2 separate regions of the Rattus norvegicus genome follow, and region 2 is linked to region 1. The links are chromatin contacts, called in public HiChIP or PLAC-seq maps. All regions are on one chromosome and are shown on one strand. The core of a region is the stretch at or near the end of the contact, and the rest is flanking DNA. Distances in the headings are between cores, read along the strand shown.

What was found. HiChIP or PLAC-seq counts read pairs in DNA pulled down with a chosen protein or histone mark.
Region 2: an H3K27ac HiChIP or PLAC-seq map of oligodendrocytes shows a contact between it and region 1, with 6 times the contacts expected there. The contact joins two enhancer-like sites. A contact is called at or near these places in 1 of 12 Hi-C or Micro-C datasets (psoas muscle) and 1 of 1 datasets of contacts at active chromatin or transcription factors (oligodendrocytes).

Annotation. Positions count from the first base shown.
Region 1 is chr17:56,470,380-56,473,382 of GRCr8, forward strand. No RefSeq gene overlaps it. Among named protein-coding and RNA genes, the nearest start is that of Arhgap12, 190 kb to the left of the region's middle. Within about 2 kb of position 1,377, at least 54 of the 93 cell types and tissues checked have an H3K27ac peak or open chromatin away from gene starts, as enhancers often do.
Region 2 is chr17:56,782,777-56,785,476 of GRCr8, forward strand. The region is part of intron 1 of Zeb1 (zinc finger E-box binding homeobox 1); the gene reads right to left. It overlaps LOC120097729 (a long non-coding RNA gene), which reads left to right. Exons shown (of 2, transcript XR_010059214.1): 2 at 1-2,700. Among named protein-coding and RNA genes, the nearest start is that of Zeb1, 27 kb to the right of the region's middle. Within about 2 kb of position 1,390, at least 26 of the 93 cell types and tissues checked have an H3K27ac peak or open chromatin away from gene starts, as enhancers often do.

The sequences.
Region 1 (3,003 bases), core at 127-2,626:
CGCCTGTAAGACAACCTGATGTCTATGAGTATGACAGGTTTCTCAGTCACCAGGAGTGTGGGAAGGAAGATCAGAGCCAGGAAGTCAGTGGGCAGACAGTGGATGATAAACAGGGGGCAGCGCCAGGCTGCTGGCCATGGAGCAACAAAGCCAGGGTTGTCACTAACGCTATTGTACTCTGTTGGGAACATCTAGACAGGAGCATCTGTGGACTGCTTATGCCAGCAGGACAGTACTTTCTGGAACACATGGGTGCCACTGGTTACTAGGGACAATGTCACCTCTATGTCTGAGCTGGGAGGCCACCTTCAATACTGTCTCTCAATAGGATAGGAAAGGTTGCTTTCCTCTCTTGACAACAGGCAGCAGCGTATGTGGATGTAAACACTGCAAGCTGCCTAAGGGCTGCAGCCTTCTGTCAGTTTATAAGCTGGAGAGGCCAGAACAGTTTGTTTAAGAACGGTTTGTTTAATTTTAAATCTGTGCACTAATCAGAGAGTATAGGCTTCTAATCAAACTTGTAGAAACACCGTTAGAATTAGTGCTCTTGGAATTAGTGCTCACTCCAAACAAATTCCTTCAGTTCACAGGGGCCGGAATTCCAGTGTCCATCAGGCGCTCGAGTGTGTGTGTGTGTGTGTGTGTGTGTGTGTGTGTGTGTGTGCGCGTGTGCGCGCGCGCACTCACGCACGCGCGCACATGTTTTCTCTGGGGCTGCCAATTAGGCTCCAGATTCATGAATTAGTGAGGATTTAGCCCAGGTTCCCTCTGCCTCAGTCCCTCCATTTCCTGAGGCAGCTGCCTGGCCTACAAGGTCTGAGTTCATCAGTCCCGGCACCTGCCAGGGTGTCAGATTAGACCATGGAAGCAAAGAGGTGTCCTATACTGACCTGGCCAGGTCCCAGAGGCTGCCTGGGAGTGGGCTCAGCACATTGGAAAGGGTCTTTGGTGCTCAGTGGGCTTCATAGGGGGAGTAGAGGCCAGGCTGGGACAGCTGCCAGCCGACAGCTTTGTTTGCTTGTGACACTTCTCTTTGCTGAGACGCCAGCTGACAAGGGGGAGGGGAGAGGAGACAGGCATTGAAAGGGGACAGGCTGCAGCCACCTCCAAAGAGTGGGAGCAGTGTGGGGCTTGGCAAAGCTGCCCTTTGTCACCCCACCCCCATCTTCTGCATCCGCCCTTCAGATCTGCTGGCCTGGGAAGCAGATGTCTTACTGGAGATGTCCCATCAGGACACCCCTCCCCCACCCACACTGACCTCCTCTCCTCTCTAAAGCCTAACTGAGAGGCTTGCCAGCTGTTGAGCTCCCTTGGGTGCAGGCCTGGCTGGGCTTTGTGTGTGCCAAATGCCTGCAGTTTGCAGCAAAGGGCTGGAGGAGCAGGGCAGGGTTACCACAGACATCGAAGGGGAGGGACTACTAGACATTGCTAGGTTCAAGGGCAGATGCCTCTTCTGGGTTTGTATTTGGAAGGCTTTGGAAGGTCTCCTGATAGAAACGGCTACAAAACGGGCTTGATGCCAAGTGGATAAGGGGTTTAAATCAAGTTTTGATTTAAACCCAAGATTCCCCATAATTCAGTTATGAGGAAAGAAAAGACGGACTCTGTCTGTGGGCTTTATCCCAGGCACCAAGACTTTCTGATGAAGCCAAGCACATTGGTGCCAGGAGGCATGTCTTAGGCTTCCTGGCAAAGTCTTGCTCTCTAGAGAACCCTGACTTCTGCTGGGAGCCCCAAGAGAAGCAATCGGCTTTGCTAAGTCAGTGGCCAGGACTTCCCTAGGCTTGGACTCAGCTGGAGCTGCCCACTGCCCACAGCCTTTCCTTGGAAGCCATTCAGACACCTTTGTGATGGCGGAGCAGCTGCAGGCTGTGAGGTCACCATGGTGACGGGTGATCGCCTGTACTCTCCACCTGCGTCCTGTTGTGGTTCTGGCAGGCTCTGTGGATGCAGAGGGGCTGCAGGTCAGAGCCTGCTCACCAGCTGTCCTGGAGTTTGAGTGAGCAGCGTAGTGCCCTCTGGCAACACCACCTCTATACAGGCCAAGTAGAGGCACACGGGTTGGAAAGTGCTCGGAGGAGCAGACGAGGGTTGCACATGTAAGTTATTGTTCTTATAGATAAAATCAGATGCATTACTTAGGAGCCAATACAATTCATGATGTTAGAAAGAATGGGACCCTTGAGATGGCCCAGTGGGTAAAGGCACTTACTGCTAATCCGAGGACCTAAATTCAATCCCAGGAACCCACGTGGAAAGAAAATTGAACTGACTTTCATAAATTGTCCTCTGACCTCCACACAGGTGGCAAATTTACAGGCATAGAAACTCATAGAGAATAAAAAAAGGACAGGAGTGGGTTGTCAAAAGAGTGTGGTTCTGTGTATTTCCCAGGCCCTGTGGTTGCTCACCCATCGGGTCTTCCTGGCATTGCATTGAAAGCATTTGTAAGATCATTTAGTTTCGGGCTGGAGAGATGGCTCAGTGGTTAAGAGCACTGACTGCTCTTCCTAGAGGTCCTGAGTTCAAATCTCAGCAACCACATGGTGGCTCACAACCATCTGTAGTGGGATCTGATGCCCTCTTCTGATGTGTCTGAAGACAGCGACAGTGTACTTAGATATAATAAATCAAAAAACTTTATAAAAAAAGAACATTTACTTTCATGTTGGCTGGAGGATGAACGACAACCAGACTTCTTAAAAATCTTATGCTACTTTAAGGCCAGCCAAGTTTTATGCCACCGAACCAAGGCGGCCTCGGCTATCTTACCAAGTGACTTTTAAAACCAATAGCTTTTTTCCTTTTAGAGTGCCATTAACATACTCAATTAATTAATGTCCGCTGGGTTATTTGGTCTTTATAACTTCACTGGTCAAGAAAGGCAAGAAGACAAAGAAGTGGAGGAAAGCCAGGGAAGTCATTTTGATGATAGCTGGACAAACACCCATTTAAAAGCTATTTTATATGCGGTTGGAGGACCTACTTCCCTTAAGAAAGCAC
Region 2 (2,700 bases), core at 140-2,639, 310 kb after region 1:
CCAGTGTCCATGCTAGAACATAAAGGGCTGAAGAAGACAGACAGACAGACAGACGGATAGGCGGAGCCAGCCCTCAAAGGCAGAATAGTAAATGAGTACTGTTTGCAGCCAATAAACTTCCAGGCTGTTTTCTATAGCAATACTAACTGAAAGAAACACTCCTTAAAAATCTATCTCAAAATTGTCACCACCAGAATCTGATGTCCAGTAAAGCTTCAGAACATTTGGCCTCAGTGACTACTGAAACAGAAATGGAAAACCACAGTAGAGCCTAACTTTTCAGAGCTGCTGACGGTTCCATTTGGGTTAAGTTGAAAATCAAAACATGACTCAGTATTTAAGTCAAAATGTGTCACAAAATTACTATTCCTTCTAAGTTACTGTTCGAGAAGTCACTAAGTCCTGAACAGTAAGGGCAGCAGTTACTGCAGAATGGGCAAATGGACAACAGGCTGGTTTTCCTTCTGACAACATAGCACTTAGGTTATTAGCTTTGTATTCTGCAGACTCTGCGTCCTGTAGTCCATGTCATATGAAGAAATACATATAACAGAGCATGAAACACTGAATTCTACCCAACTGAGCCATTTTATAGCACTTACAGCCCAAGGACAAACATGCTGATGAAGCACTGTGTCCTGATGACCAGCAGAACTCCTGCTCACAGATATTTGTCCTTGTGAGGGGTCTAGACTACAACCCAATGCCTTTAAGTGTCTGTTAATAAACCCCAGTGTCTTACTATACCGTGAAATGTGTTTAATCCACATAAATTCCCCTTTTACAGCAGCTCTGGCTATCACAGTCTTCCCACCAGATCTAAGGTGAGGTTTACTGATGAAGGGCAAACACCACCTCCAGCCGTGTCGCAATCAGCAAACTCCCATGTGCAAGGCAAGGGCCCTGCGCTACCAAGCCACTGAGAGTCCCTGTCTGCACGGCAGAACTCCTACTTTGTATTTAATAAAAGGTAGGAAGAGCTAGAATTCCATATAAATATCACAAATCTTCAAGTTTCTTACAGATTAAGACTTTAAAAATTAAAGAGAATGTAAAAATCTCATGTTGTACCAGATATTTTATTTAATGTAGTAAAAGTTTCTGAAAAAAGGAGAATTTCAGTGATTAACTCAACTTTAAAACAATTTTTAAAATAGGCACTGAGAGGCGTTTCAGGAGTAAAACCGTACTTGGCTAGCAGTGTAGAGCACCTATCGTGAGACTCTGTGATTCTCTAGATCTCAGCTAGGCTAGCGTGTTTCTCAGTTGCTACCACAGAATACACATTGAAGACATTCTTCACTCTCGGACGTGACCCCCAGGCTCAGCTAAGCTGTGGCTGAAATGGTGCCCAAGCCCTTCCATGCTCACACAGAGCAGCTCTTGGGCTGTAAAGGGGCCTTTGAAAGACACGGAGTGAACATAATGAGGAGAAAGGACTGGTGAAGAGAAAGGGCCGCTTCTTGTGCGCTATGAATTATTTATTCCATCAAGCCATGGACTCACTATTTCTAACTAACCCTCTATCAGGGCGCTCTCAATAGTGAACCCCAAGAATGAAAAGTTGCAAGATTACCACTCCTTAGCCAATCTGTAATGTCTTCCCTGCTTAGGAATTAATCACATAGTAGATTGTATTATATCTAAAATTTATATCTCTAATTACAAATTTTGTAAAGCAGACTAATTTTTAAGTGACCCAAAATCAGCAAGTAGCTTTCCTGATAGCCTTCAGGCATTAGCAAACCACTCCTCTGTCCTTCATTTGGGAAGCTGGGTGTAGACGTGCTTATGCACCAACCCTCTCAGCTGTCCTGACAAATAACCAAGCACCTGAAGACATAGCCTCTCTGCTGCAGGGTGATACTGAGATCTAGCTCACGGAAGACTCTGGAAAGGGAGTCCTGGCTCTTGATCAGCAGAGACAAGCTAGAGTCAGATTTCTCCCACAACCATTAATAACACTTGCTTCTTTAAATTATTAATGGAGATTAAGCCTCCTCTGAATAAGGGCAGAGATAACACTCTGGCTTCTTGAAAGAAAAACAGGCTAGTCCAAACTCCAATAGATGGACAGCCTGGCCCCATCTCCCCACAAAACAATTCACTTTAGAAATATGAACAAGATGCTAACGGCACACAGCTAAGAGTCTTCCCAGGAAGATGTGGAACTGAACGCGTATCTCAGGCAGGAGGTAGGAAACAGGTCTCTAACCTAACACCGTGTGCAAAATTCAACTCAAACTAGATTAAAAACTCAAACATTAGACTGCAAATTATAGACACCTGAGAAGAAAATGGAGGGACATGGCTTTTCATTGGCCTTGGCAATGATTGTTTAGGACATGAGTCCAAACCAGAGATGAGAGAAACTTAACAAATGGCATTATAAACTTAAAATATCTGCACAGCAAGACTGAAGAGACAGCCTATCAGATGGTAGAAAAATATTTGAAAATCATATATCTGATAAGACATTAGTTTCTAAAACATAGACGAAATAAACTGTTCAGCAGAACTGAGAATTCATTTCTTAGAAAAGAACATAGGAGTGGAGAGCTGAGGTTCAATTAGAGCAAAACCTCAGTTCACAAGTAAAGATCTATAACTTCTCTGCCTTCTGGCTAAGATCAAATGCAGTAAGAAGCAAAAGTTACCATGCTGAATAGTTTCTGACAATATAACATAATTTGAATATGG